2 separate regions of the Pan troglodytes genome follow, and region 1 is linked to region 2. A link is a contact called in public Hi-C data. All regions are on one chromosome and are shown on one strand. Each heading gives the region's core, a stretch centred on a gene start, on an enhancer-like site or on the middle of the called end of the contact. The rest is flanking DNA. Distances are from core to core; before and after follow the strand shown.

Region 1 (7,424 bases), core at 1,287-3,786, 170 kb after region 2:
GGCCTGGCCAGAAACCCCTATCCAGTAGCTCATCCCAAGGGTCCAGCTAGGGATACTGGCAGAGGGAAAGAGATCAGAACCAGAAAAAGAGGAAGAGGAAAAAGAGTCAGAGTCAGAAAGGGATGGGAAGAAAGAAAAAGAAAAAAAGACAGGAGAAACCTAATAAAGGTTTGAAATGGTCCTTGGGGCGAGGTGCGGTGGTTCATGCCTATAATCCCAGCCCTTTGGGAGGCCAAGACAGGTGGACTATTTGAGCCCAGGAGTTCGAGACTAGTCTGGGCAACATGATGAAACCCTGTCTCTACAAAAGATACAAAAAGATACAGGTGGTGCACACCTGTAGTCCCAGCTACTCAGGAGGCTGACAAGTGGGAGAATCGCTTAAGCCTGGGAAGTTGAGGCTGCAGTGGGTCAATATCACACCACTGCACTCTAGCCTGGGTGAGAGAGCAAGACCCTGTCTCAAAAATAAAAATAATAAAAAAAAAGAAAGCCGGGTGCGGTGGTTCACGCCTGTAATCCCAGCACTTTGGGAGGCCGAGGTGGATGGATCACGAGGTCGGGAGATCAAGACCATCCTGGCTAACACGGTGAAACCCCCATCTCTACTAAAAAAAAAATACAAAAAATTAGCCAGGCGCCTGTAGTCCCAGCTACTTGGGAGGCTGAGGCAGGAGAATGGTGTGAACCCGGGAGGCAGAGCTTGGAGTGAGCTGAGATCGCGCCACTGCACTCCAGCGTGGGCAACAGAGCGAGACTCTGTCTCAAAAAAAAAAAAAAAATTAAAAAAAAAGAAAAGAAAAAGAAATGCTACTTGGTGCTTCCCATGTCTTTCATTGTGGCCACAAATTCCAGCAGGTCTGCTGCCTCTTTAGGGGCCCTGTGATCCCTTCGTACTTCTGATTAACACAACCTTCCAAGGAATCATCCAAGAAAGGGGCAGAAATTCTCCCTGATGCTGGGGTCAGACTGCCCAAGGCCAAGGATGCAGAGGGCTGGGGCCGAGCAGCTGGGCTCCCAAGCTGGCCTCACCCTGTGTGCTCCAGGAGGTGCTGCTGAGGCCCTGTGGGCTGAGCTGGGAGCGCCCCTGCCTGGCCGGACACCATTCCCCGCCTGACGTGGGACTTGAGTTTGGTCCTGAGCTGAGCGTGTCTATGGCCTCTGTTCCTGGTGGCACTGGGGAGGTATGTTTTAGCCGCCTCAGCTCCTGGTCCTCACAGTCCACATCTCATTTCCTGCTTCCCCTTAAAGAGGCTCACCTCTAACAGTTTTAACCAGGCATGAACGGGCCCAGCGGAGACTGGCAGGTTCTCAGACCCCCTTGATCCGAAAGGAGAAAGGAAGCAGTAAGGAGTTCACCAACTTCCTCCAAGGGCACCCCAGAGCCAGCAGGTGCCAGGGGGCACCAGGGAATCACGCTTTGGAGTCAGGTGCCTCTGGGTTTCAATCCTGGCTGAGCCACGGACTATGCAAACTCAAGAAAGTTGCATAACCCCTCTGGGGCTTTGACTTCCTTGTCTCTAAAACTGGAATAACCATCTCACCCATCTCACTCAGTTGTTTCAAAGATAAATAGAATAATCTATGCAAAGTGCGTGACACAGAGTTGGTGCTCCTTCCCAGTTCGTCACACACATCCACACCCACAACTAAGCAGGTGTTTGCTGTACTTGTGGCCCTCAGCTGAGTGCAGGTCGAGTGGGAAATGCAGGAGGAAAAGGAGCCAGTCCTTACGTCAGGGGCTAACTGAAGAAGAGTTCCAGTCCTGGCCCTGAGCCTGTGCCCTGTGTAAAGGGGATGACAGTCTTGTCTCCAGGGTCTTGCCGGCCTGAGCGCTGAGGTACTTGGCCTGGATTGCTTTGGTTTCCTCCACTGAGCCTGGGCGCCCATCTCTGCAGATAACAGAGCAGAGCCTGCATGAGTAGAGGCTGAAAGGCAAAGGTTCTCAACCCTGGCTGCACAGTAGCACCAGGAGCACTTGAAAATACAGACCAATGGGCCCACCCCAGAGTGCTGATTTACTCGGTCCGGGGTGGAGCTTGGGATTCTTCTTTCCACACCTGAGGCTCCCCTGGTGCTTCTGATGTGCAGACAGGGTTAAGAACCCCAGGGATGGAGGCCAGGCTGTGAGGCTGGGGCCCCCACTTAAACCGCTCATCAGCTATTCTGAGACTTTCTTCCTCTCTGCTGGGCCAGGAAGGTGGCTGGAGACTGAGGCCTGGGCTTTGAAGTTACTTCACCTCTCTAGGTCACTGTTCCTGCATCTTTGAGGAGGGGAAAGCAACCCAGCCCACCTCCATCCCACCATCATCATGAGGGTCACATGAGAGAGTGCGGAAGGCCATGCTGTGTAGCATCACCCACCCCACCAGCCCAGAAGGAGAACATGAATGCCAGGATCCCACAGCCATTTCACGCAAAAGAGTGTTTCCTCTTAGTACCTCTGTGGGCAGTGAGGAAGGGTTGAGCCCGCTGTCCTGGGACGAGCCTTTCCAGCCATGAGAGGCCAGAAAACAAACAGTCAGAATCACAACTCCACACAGAGGCCATCCTGGGCACTGCAGGGCCCTTCCAGGCTGCCCTAGCTCACTGGAGCCCAGAAGACCCTTCCTGGCAAAGACATGCAGATGCCCTTCCACCACATGGCGAAGGGAGCCACAAAGGAGACTCGGGGACACGCCCTGCTGGGAGGACGATTCTACAGAATTTTGGTGGTAGCTAACTGCTGGCTCTTCATCTCAGGAGGATAACAGAGCCCCATCCAAGGGGGACCCAGGCAGATGTTCCCCATGGGGGCGTGGAGGGCTCCCTCCAGGCACCCATGGATGAGCCATCCTCACCCGTCCGGGCAGAAAAGGCCACTGAGTCAGGCATCACAACCTTCCACGCAGTGTGTTCGTTCTTTGCACAAGTATTTCCTGAATACCTACAAAAGGCCAGCACCGTGCATCCTAGGAAGACCCCAGGCCTGGCCCTCCGCAGACACAGTGCAGGCCAGCTGCGAGGCCCGCAGAGCAGCCAGAACATCCATGTGTTCCCTGCATCCCGAGTGGAACAGCCACCTGGGGAGATTCTGGGTGTGTTTCTGGGCAAAGAATATTGATTTTTAGCTTACCCACTTTGTATGTTTGGAATTTTGTCAGAAAGGTTTTTTTAAAAATATATAGAACAGTGAAAATGCCTCTTCTGGTAAATTAAATTCACTCAACAAATATGGCTCTTTCCGCTTCCAAACCAGCACAGGCTGCCCAAGCGTTTCGCCCAGCCCACCGCTTCTCCTGCTCCCATGCTGCAGGGCGCTTTACCCCAGCCCTGATCACACCTCCGAGATCTGGGCCACTGTCTTCGGCTGACCTCTCACACTAGCCTCGCCATTTCCCCCACACCTGTTCCAGCTGCCATGTTCCTCCCGAGTCCCAGAACGTGAAGCCACCAGCCAGCCAGTCAGGCGTCAGCCTTATCCCTTTTCTTGGCCTCACCCCATACCCCGCCCCCATCTCGTCTCTTTTCCACCCTAGAGGCCCTGCCTGGCTCTTTTGGGTTGCCGTAGCAGCCTCTCAAGTGAGTCCTGCCTCCTTTCTTCATCCCTATCCTGGGCCAGTTTCCGTATTGGGACCAGAGCAATCTTTCTAAAATATGAACTTGAGTCAGGTTTCCCGCTGCCCCCAAAATAAAGCCCAAGCCCCGCTGGGTGGCAGACAAGGCCTCTGCGTCCGTCTCCCTTAACACTCAGCTCCCAGACAATCTCCTCTAAAAAGTCTTTCCTGCCTCTCCGACTGTACGGGGAGCGCCAGGAGACCCGGGTGCCCTGTGCAAACCCCTCTCACACCACTTTCACCACTCAGTAACTTTTCTGTGTCTCCCTTGCACGAAGAACAGTTAAAATGAATGAAATGCCATGACATGCATTAACATGGATAAATTGCGAAAATATGTTGGCTGAAAGAAAGCAAATTGCACAATCATTCACTCACCATTCAAATTATTTATCAAGTGAAAGGATCCATGCGGTATGATACAATGTATATAAAATTTTCAAACGCTAAACAATAGCCGACATCACTTAGGGCCAGCTACATATGGTAGAAAAATAAAAACACACGGGGAGGATGAGCCTCCGGACAGTGGTCCCTTGGGGAACAGGAGGGGGTCGGTGAAGGTACAGCTTAAACTGCATCTGTAATGCTTTATTTATTTTTATGTTAAATAGAGCTCTGAAGCAAAACTGGCAAAATAATATCCATTAAATTCGGGTGGTGGATAAATGAATATCTGTTATACTCTTTCCTGTATACTTGAAAGCATTCATCAGTACATTTTTAAAACTTTTTTTTTTTTTTTTGGAGACAGAGTCTCCCTCTGTCACCCAGGCTGGAGTGCAATGGCACAATCTTGGCTCACTGCAACCTCTGCCTCCAGGGTTCAAGAGATTCTCCTGCCTCAGCCTCCCCAGTAGCTGGGACTACAGGCATGCACCGCACCTGGCTAATTTTGTATTTTTCGTAGAGATGGGGTTTCACCATGTTGGCCAGGCTGGTCTCAAACTCCTGACCTCAGGTCATCCACCCACTTCGGCCTCCCAAAGTGCTGGGATTATAGACATTAGACACAGCACCCAGCCTTAAAAATTTTAACAAGGAACCAGAGTCCCAAATGCCCTCATTAAAGTCCCTGGGGTCCTGAGCAGACTGTTATAGCCCCTCACCCAAAGGATCTCCATGGGCCTTGGGCCTGGCAGCCACGCTGAGACAGGCAGGAAGGCAGCCTGGAGATGTAAATATGATTTTCATCCTTGTTTTTAACCAATGAGAAAACCAAAGCTGAGAACATCTAACATGGCTCAAGACCACACAGGGGATCCTGGATTTCAGACCATGCCTTCTTCATGTACAATTTCCTGAACTACTTCATCCAAGAGCAAGAACTTAGGTCTAATACAGCATGGTGAAGAGAATTCCAGAATTAGAAGGAGAGCTGTATTCATATGCTTCATAAATCAATGAATAAACACGTTTTGCGGAGAATTGTTCAGAAAGGGGCAGAATTGGAGATACAACTAAATGGGAAATTTAGGGATAGCCCATGTGGCTCTTTGAATGCAAACAGAATGGGTTTGGGTTTTGTCCTACAGCAATAGAAAGCAACTGATGCTGTTTAAGCTGGAGAGTGACCGAGGCAAAGCACTGTTTTACGAAAAGTGATCTGGCTTCAGTGCATAGGAGGTGTCAGTCACCCTTAGGAAATGGCTGGGGACAACCAAAGGGAAGATCCTCAAGGGATAAATTTGGATTTGGAAATTATCTAAATGGCCCACAGAGGAAATGACATTGCTAATCTAAGGTGGGAACTGTGGGGTTGTAAAGGATAAAAGAGCTTAAGCTAGACAGAGAAATAAAAGTTCTTTTCCAAGTTTTCCAGGCTTGGGGAAATGGTGATAGGCATTCAGATGATAAGCTGATTATTGGCTTGTTGATTAATTGGTGGAAAGGGCAGTGGGGGAAGAAAAGGTTAACTAAAGAGAGGAGTGAGAAATTGAGGGCTTTCGCTTTGTCTGCCTTTAATTCAAGATGGTGCCCAGACAGCCAGGTAGAGATCCGACAGGAGCTGGCGATATGAGAGCTATATTGAAGAAAGCTGGAGAAGCAGGGGACAGCCACTGGTGCAGCGATGGTGGAAGTTTATTTCTGAGGAAAAAGGCACAAAAACAGTGACGTGATAGCAGAGGACTGAGCCCCGTGGCCTCCCTGCCCACATCAGGGAACAGGAAAACCAAGAAGAGAGCTAAGCCAGTGTTGTATTGTGGAAGAAGTAGGAAGAGACCATTTCAAATTAGCATAGGTGGTCAACAGTGCAAAAAGTTTCAAGAATAAGAAATGAGTCAAGGTCCTGGGGTTGAAGATCAGGAGATTATGGGAGCCTGAGATAAAGGAATCTCAGCAGACAGCAGAGGCAGGCATGCTTGCCCCATCCCTTCTACAGCTCCAAAGGAGTGACCTTGTCCTCACAGCCAAGCACAAGCCCCCTCCCTCACCCAGCAGAAGCAGCTCCCGTCTGCTACATTCAGCGTGAGATGGACCTGTGCCTGGCCTGGCCCAACTGATCCACCTCCCACAGATGGCAGAGGGCCATGGCAGGACAGAGAGTGTGCAGTGCAGGCTCTGGAGTGGAACCCTGTAGAGACCAGGCTACCGTCTTCCTAGATAACCAAACACTTCAGCTTGGAGAGGCATGAGTTCATTTCCAAATGCAGAACATAGGATTCAAATGTGCCACATGTCACTTTATTTTCTAAAATGTATTTTCTCTATATTTGCCTGACTTCTATGGCAATAAAATCATTTTGGCATGACACTCATCTTACATAAATGAAAATATGAGCCAACAGAATGGCATTTTAGTAGCTTTAAGCCAAACAAATTCTTGAGAGGGTCTTGTTTAAATTAAGTTTTCGTGCTATTTAGCTTTTTACAGTGAAGAAGCTCTGTGTCTTCAGAGAGCCTTGTGCAGTGATGCTTGTTTTTGGAAGGACGGGACAGGAGGTGAAGAAAGGAAGAGGGGCCCAGGCTGCCAGGCTGCAGATCAAGAAGTCAGGAGGTGAGGAAATGAGGACGATGAGGAGGACCCACTGTTATTGGAAGTTTGGAGATGAAATGAGAGACAAGACATAGAGTGAGGGTGACAGGGGAAGACAACTTGAGACGGAAGGACACAGTGGAGGGAGGGGTGTGCCAGGGGAAAGCATCTGATGAACGACAGTCTGCACCTGACTATGAGGCTGCCAGCCCCTTTGCCCACCTCCACTCTGCTCCCCGAACTGAGGCAGCCGGGCATGTCCCTGGCAGGAGATGAGAGAATTCTTCTCTGGAGAATATGAACTATACCAGAGAAAGACCTGCAGAAACGAACATTTGGGAGACTTCCAATGAAACAACGCAGTTTGCCACCAATCACCCTACCGTGATGCCCACCTGTCACAACTGCCACCCACTTGGGTTGTGGATGGAACTCCCGATCAGCTCTGTGGTGCCTCGTTACCAACAATGGATGGACAGCCAAGGACTACCAGACATTTGGACAAAGCTGGCAGCACCTGACAGGGAGAGCAGAACAAGATTGTAGAAAAAGAAATCTGGAAAAGAAAATAGGGAAAATAGAAAGCAAAAACAGGGTAAGATTATAGACGATTCAAAGAAAAAAAATACAAGTGGGAATAAAATACAAAAAAAATCCTCATTAATGATTCAAGAAAAGCAAATCAAAAGAAAAAGATTACATTTTTTTGCCCATCACATGACAGAAACTTGAAAAATTGAGCCTCTTCAATATTTTCCAAGGTATGGGGAATCAGTAACTCTTAGCTACTGTTAGTGATCGTTCAGAATGCAACAACTTTATTGGAAGGCAATCTGGTAGAACCTAACAAA
Region 2 (7,100 bases), core at 4,031-6,530:
GAAGTGTCGCTCTGTCACCCAGGCTGAAGTGCAGTGGCGTGATCTCGGCTCACTGCAACCTCCGCCTCCCAGGTTCAAGCGATTCTCTCACCTCAGCTTCCCAAGTAGCTAGGATTACAGGCATGTGCCATCACACCCAGCTAATTTTTGTATTTTTACTAGAGACAGGCTTTCACTATGTTGGCCAGAATGGTCTCTAACTCCTGGCCTCAAGTGATCCTCCTGCCTCCGTCTTCCAAAGTGCTGGGATTACAGGCGTGAGCCACCACGCCCGGCCTTTCTCTTTGTTTCCCCCATGCCATTGGCACAGAACCTAAGAAGACAGCGGGTGTGAACTAAGGGAAGTGGGAGGAGACTGACACCTGTGCACTAACAACAGGGCCAGGCCCCTGCCCACGCATAATGGTCCACTTTTGTAAACTTACGGTTTCCACAGTTGAGACCACCAAGGCCAAATGGGCAACTGCAAGCCAAGAAAGAAAAAAGGGCAAGAATTAGTTTCCAATCTCAAAAGAAATAAGTGAGGCAATTTATCTAAATAAGATTTGTAACAAAATTAGACTAAATCAACATGGAGCCTACCTCATGCAGGTTTCATTTTCAAGCCTATATCCATCTTCACATGCTGAAAGACAAAAGGAAAATGCATGAGTGTGTCTATTTACCTCTCCCAAACTCCCAGTTAATTAAACGCCAGCCACCCTAAAGTCCACAAGATTATTCTAGTACCAGAAGGCTGCAAACTGCTTTGGAATGATCCTCACTTAAATACTGTTGCCGGCACAACTCTTTTTTTTTTTTTTCTGGGACAGAGTCTCGCTCTGTCGCCCAGGCTGGAGTGCAGTGGTGCCATCTTGGCTCACTGCAACCTCCACCTCCTGGGTTCAAGCGATTCTCCAGCCTCAGCCTCCCAAGTAGCTGGGATTACAGGCATGTGCCACCATGCCCAGCAAATTTTTGTATTTTTAGTAGAGATGGGGTTTCACCCTGTTGCTCAGGCTTGTCTCGAACTCCTGAGTTCAAAGTGATCTGCCCGCCTCTGCCTCCCAAAGTGCTGGGATTACAGGCATGATTCACCATGCCTAGCCTCAAATCTTAACCTTATCAAGAAACTTTTCTTAACCTCTTTGTGGCTCTCAATCTCCCAACTATAAAAAGTATTTTATTGGAGGTGATTAAGTGAAATAAGGCAATCCAATGGCTTAGCACAGGTCTGGTACATAGTAACCACTAAATCAGGGTTTTGTAGTTGTAATTATTATTACTTTTTGAGATGAGTCTAGCTTTGTTGCCCAGGCTGGAGTGCAGTGGCACTATCTTGGCTCACTGCAACCTCGACCTCCCAGGTTCAAACGATTCTCCTGCCTCAGCCTCCCAGGTAGCTGGGATTACAGGGGCCCGCCACGAAGCCTGGCTAATTTTTGTATTTTCAGTAGAGATGAGGTTTCACCATGTTGGCCAGGCTGCTCAAACTCCTGACCTCAGATGATCCGCCCTCCTCGGCCTCCCAAAGTACTAGGATTAAAGGCGTGAGCCACCATGTCGGGCACGTAGTTGTAATTATTATATGACCAATGCAATTCATTTAGAAGTTCTCTATAGATGAAGAATGTCCCCTGGGGAAACTCCTTCCATCACAAAGACATATGGCTCCCCTTCTTTAATGTAAATCAAACCTTTCACCTGATAATGGCCCTGCTGACACCCTTCCATGAGAAGGGGGGAGCTGTGGGTGACATCTTCCGGGGCACAGTCCTGGTGTGTACCCAGGTTTTCGTAACAGAATGCTCACCCTAGAGTCTGTGTAGGGGATTTCGGACATATCTAGATGTGTACTAATCGGCACCTTGCCCAAGAACAGAACTTTGAACCCTCGGGTGGTGCGGCTCATGGAACGCTACTTCACTGAAGCAGTTGCAGCCTGGCCATTTCCCTGGATCAGCAGTTCCTGAATTTATGTGATCACAGAACATTTTCAACACAACAATAAGATGACAGAACACCATGAGCTATAATGCATGCTTGAATGAAAGCAATGAAAAATGGCCTCACAGACAAATTCTCTGCTGCAAGGAATGATAAAAATGTGATATACAGGGTTAATGTACGAGATACATTGCATAAAAGATCCCGAATAAGAAAAGGTACAGAGTGTGGAGCTGCAATACTTGATGGGATGGCAGACGTGCTGATGGTGAGTTATGGGGGCCAGTAGCATGCATGGCTGGGGGTGAGGAGGGGCAGGGGGCTGGCGAGTGATGCCCTGCGGGCTGGGTCCAGCGTCCTTGTGCGTGATAACCTTCCTCATGACGATGTGTTGAATGTTCTTCCTCCTACTTTCTTAATGTTAGCAGCTGAATGCCTCTGGCATGTGCTTTATTGTTACAGACTTTCTATTAACATATCACTAGAGTGTTGTGGAATACAGTTTCAAAAACACTGTTCTAAATCATCTGTAATGTGTCTCACGGCAGATATTAGAGAGCTGTGCACCTGGACAGCACTGTTTTGGCCCCACAGTATCACTTTTCCTGAGCTACATTCTCTTGTATTAAGGGCTTTTTGTTATAAGCGGCAGCCATGGGAAAGTCCCTGTGGTATTTATTTGGGGATGTCATGGACTGCTTTGCTACAATACCACTCAGTAACCTCTTGACGAGGATGCCCCAGAGAAATTGCTCTTGGCCCCATTGTTTTAAAAGACAGGGATGCTCCTGAACAGCTGCTTTTTAGGGACCCTGACTCTTTTCAAAGTCATGTTTCCCTTTTTGCCTCAGTGTCCGGGAACCTCAGCACTTAAGTGAGGGGCCTTCTTTTAGCAAGCGTGCAGGACCCTGCTGTGTCTCATTCTGCATATTCACTTTCCTTCTGGCCTCAACAAAACAGTCCGTTAATTTCCCCTTTAACCTGATTTACCTTTTACATATTTTAAAATCTTATATTATCAAATCAGTTTTCACTAGGTGCTTTCACTTTATGCCACAGGTAGAGCATAATTGCATCCTGTTTAGGGAAGGAGTAACGAGGCCCCATCTCCCAATCTTTGATACCTGAGTTCTCTGCTGGCCTCACTCAGGTGGGGCCTTCTCTAAGGAGGCAGCTGAGTGCTCCTGCCTCTCCCATGTCCGGTGGCCCTCCTCCTGTGTATGCCTCTGCTTCATACTGCAGCAGGTCGTGGGAGTGGGGGAAGCTGCCCTGGATGATCCGTGGATGGCTAACGCTGCGGGGCAGCCACCGGAAATTGCTTGCTTCTTCAGTGACTCCTCCCCACCCATCTCGGCACTGAGGCAGGCTGATGTCACACCAGCCTTTTCTATTTTGAACACTTCTTCCTGGAAATGTTTTTACATCCAATCTCCCCACCCAACATTAGACTTCATCTGCTGGGTGGAAGTGCTCCACTCCATGGCTGTCATCCAGGCAGATGTAAGGTCCATCTGTTGTCCTGCCCGCGAGCTGATGGGTTGGGCTGTTTTCATTTTGTATCAGAAGTGACCTGGCTCCCTGATGTCATGATATTTCTCTATTTCAAATGGGCTCATTCCGTTACGCATCAGTGGTTGAGTGCTACTGTGCCGTGGCACTCTTCTGGGGAAACCTTGTCAGTGAGGTGCTCCTGTGCTCCTTAGGACCCAGCTTCTCATCTCACTCACCCTAGAGCAGCAGTCCCCACGTTTTTGGCACCAGTGACTGGTTTCATGGAAGACATTTTTTCCATGGACCAGCAAGGGGGTGGTCTTGGGAAGATGGTCTCGGAATGAAGCTGTTCCACCTCAGATCATCAGGCATTAGATTCTCCTAAGGACCACGTAACCTAGATCCCTCACATGTGCAGTTCACAACAGGGTCCACACTCCTATGAGAATCTAATGCTGCCGCTGATGTGACAGGAGGCGGAACTCAGCTGTGCAGCCCAGTTCCTAACTGCACCTCCTGCTGTGCAGCCCGGTTCCTAACAGACCACAAACCGGTAGGGTTGGGGACCCCTGCCGCAGAGGTATTCTGACCACAGAGCACTGAAGATGAAATGAATTTGGCAACAGCTAGTATATATTCCCAAATTGGGCTTCCCCTATTGCCATAAGACACAAGTGAATTCAAGTCTTCTGGACTTAAAAATAGAAATAAGTAGATGGTGGCATCTTTTTTTTTTTTTTGGAGACGGAGTCTTGCTCTGTCACCCAGGCTGGAGTGCAGTGGCGGGATCTCAGCTCACTGCAACCTCCGCCTCCTGGGTTCAAGCGATTCTTCTGCCTCAGCCTCCCTAGTAGCTGGGACTACAGGCATGCACCACCACGCCCAGCTAATTTTTGTATTTTTAGTACAGACAGGGTTTCACCATATTGGCCAGGCTGGCCTCAAACTCCTGACCTCCTGATCCTCCCGCCTCAGCCACCCAAAGTGCTGGGATTATAGGCGTGAGCCACTGTGCCCAGCTGACAGTGGCATCTTAAAAACTCTTTTGTTCCCTTGCAGGAAATTATATCTAGCCATGTCAATCTTTTCCCATCTTATTTGCTGCCTTATCATCCACTCGTTCGTTCAACAGACATTTGCTGAACCCTGCACTGCTCAGGACATGGTTCTAGCACTCAAGGCAATGGCAGTCGGATTAAAGAAAGAGACATGCAAACAGGTTGTGAGAATTCATTGCCAGGTGTGGTGGCTCATGCCTGTAATCCTAGCACTTTGGGAGGCCGAAGTGGGTGGATTGCTCGAGCCTAGGTGTTTGAGACCAGACTCGGCAACATGGCAAAAGCCCATCTCTACAAAGAATACAAAAATTAGCTGGACATAGTGGCAAGGACCTGTAGTCCCAGCTACTTGGGAGGCTGAGGTGGGAGGATCACTTGAGCCCAGGAGGTCAAGGCTGCAGTGAGACTTGATTGCGCCACTGCACTCCAGCCTGAGTGACAGAGCAAGGCTTTGTCTCTAAAAAGAAAAAAAAAAAAAAAAGAATTAATCATGATGCCTGCATGATGGAAGGAAGCTAAGAAACCTATGAGAGGGATATCTACTTTGATTTTATGTGTAGCTTTGAAAGTCTGGCAAAGACATTTTCTGTGAGACACCAAGCACGTTGTGTGTGCATGTGTGTGTGCGCACGCACACGCTGCAGAGAACATAGAGACTTGCTAATGTATAGGTTGAACTGCAGTGATTTAGAAAACACACACTCCTCTATCCTCTATTTATATTGAGCCTTGATTTGAGGTGTCAGTGCTCCAGCACTGATGGCCAGAAGATGTCACTGCTAACCCATCAGAACCCAGCCTAAAGGGCTGTGGCCCAAGAAGCTCCGGAATCCACTCCTCAGAGGCCTGATGGTGCAAATACTGCTGAGAAAGGGCTTCACGGGGTCTCAGCAACAAGCCCAAAAGCGAATCAAGGTTTCCTTATGCTGCTTCTTGGGTCCTCACTTGGTCAACATAAGGTTGCTGGTGCCTGTGTCAGCACACTCAGTAAATCTTTCACAGCTCTTGTTAATGCTAGCCTGTAACTGAAACAATTACAAAATTGCTGACTTGGAAACAGAGGAAGTGGCGCAGGCCAGCCAGAAGCAAAGGTGATAGGGCCATTGTTGAGACACTGTTCACAGGGAACACCACAGCACCATGCCCATACCTCTGCCCACCTTGTGTCATCCCCTGTCAGCAGCACAGCGCCCCAACACACATGGATGTTAGCCCAGTCCCCTTCCCATGTGAAGATGGGCTCAACTCCTCATTTGTTTTCTTTTTTTTTTGAGACGGATGTTGCCCAGGCTGCAGTGGTGCAATGGCGTGATTTCGGCTCACTGCAACCTCCACTCCCCGGGTTCAAGCGATTCTCCTGCCTCAGCTTCCCGAGTAGCTGGGATTACAGGCATGCGTCATCACACCCAGCTAATTTTGTATTTTTAGTAGAGACGGGGTTTCTCCGTGTTGGTCAGGCTGGTCTCCAACTCCCGATCTCAGGTGATCCGCCCGCCTCGGCCTCCCAAAGTGCTGAGATTATAGGCGTGAGTCACCACGCCCGGCTCAACTCCCCATTTCTAAGAGGTGCAAGGAACACTTTGCATTAAAGCAGATAAGATGGCATGAGGAAGCATCATCTCTTTGTAGCAATGTGGCAGTCTGGCACGGCACTGAGACATGCTGTGTGCTAGTCACACATCTGGACCTAGGCCCAACACAGAGAGTTGGCCCTCCCCTTCAAAACCCATCACAGGTCCCACCTGGAGAGCTGATGATGCGCACTTGAGAAGAACTTTGTATCCAAACCTAACAAAGTCAGAGGGTCTGAAGCTCAGGATAAGAGTGCTGCCCTGAAATATATTTTTATCTGTGATGAACAAGTCCTCTCATGGGAAGTCCTGATGGAGAAAAGTGGCATGTCACCTCGCCCCAGTATGTGATTTTTATTCAGATTCCAGTAACATCCATTGACATCTGTCACCAGCAAGGTGTTGACTGAGTAGGAAAACTGGCCATCCATGATGGCCTTTATATCGTTAGTTTTTCTGGTGATTGCAAGTTGCAGCAGCCTTTTATAAGTCAGGGTGCGTGGTGCTCTTGGACCTGAATTAATTTTATTTTAAAGCAGTATTCTTGGACTACATTCTTTGAGCAGTTTTTCCCTCAAACTAAATGAATTTAAGCCTCACCTTAAAGGTTAGTAGAATTAGATTTCTGCTCTCAAACACTTCATGAGACCTTTAAAACCAGAACTCATTAATTCAACAACAACCTGGACCAAATACAAGAGCAGATGCTGACAGCTTACAAAGGGCCTCTATATCCACTGCCTTCCTTAACTCTTAGAATAAATATCCAATAGAGGATCACCATACCCGTTTCTCAGAAGAGGAAACCGAGGCTCAGAGAAACAAAGTGACTTGCCCAAGGTGATACATGATCAGTGAGGCAGAGTCGGGCTCTGACTCTGGCCTCAGCTGCCTCTGAAAGATATAAGCCTGACCCCATGCTTGTACTTCCACTTTAAAAGATTAGCAGACAATAGATAAAGCTTTGGGAATTAAAACAATAATTTTTCTAACTTCCTTTAAATGGAAAAAAAAAAGAAAAGGCACGGCTACCACAGGCATTCCATTCTGTCTT

Evidence for each region. Hi-C and Micro-C count contacts between places; a contact is called where the count stands out from the background.
Region 1: a Hi-C map of induced pluripotent stem cells shows a contact between it and region 2, with 4 times the contacts expected there. The contact joins two enhancer-like sites. A contact is called at or near these places in 2 of 7 Hi-C or Micro-C datasets (both in induced pluripotent stem cells).

Annotation. Positions count from the first base shown.
Region 1 is chr2:128,441,950-128,449,373 of NHGRI_mPanTro3-v2.0_pri, forward strand. All of the region lies in intron 5 of SLC12A8 (solute carrier family 12 member 8), which reads right to left. Among named protein-coding and RNA genes, the nearest start is that of SLC12A8, 45 kb to the right of the region's middle. Within about 2 kb of position 2,537, at least 4 of the 24 cell types and tissues checked have an H3K27ac peak or open chromatin away from gene starts, as enhancers often do. A contact at or near this core is called in induced pluripotent stem cells, where this site is marked.
Region 2 is chr2:128,267,956-128,275,055 of NHGRI_mPanTro3-v2.0_pri, forward strand. It overlaps HEG1 (heart development protein with EGF like domains 1), which reads right to left. Exons shown (of 17, transcript XM_016941815.4): 13 at 583-625; 14 at 426-463. Among named protein-coding and RNA genes, the nearest start is that of MUC13, 59 kb to the left of the region's middle. Within about 2 kb of position 5,281, at least 3 of the 24 cell types and tissues checked have an H3K27ac peak or open chromatin away from gene starts, as enhancers often do. A contact at or near this core is called in induced pluripotent stem cells, where this site is marked.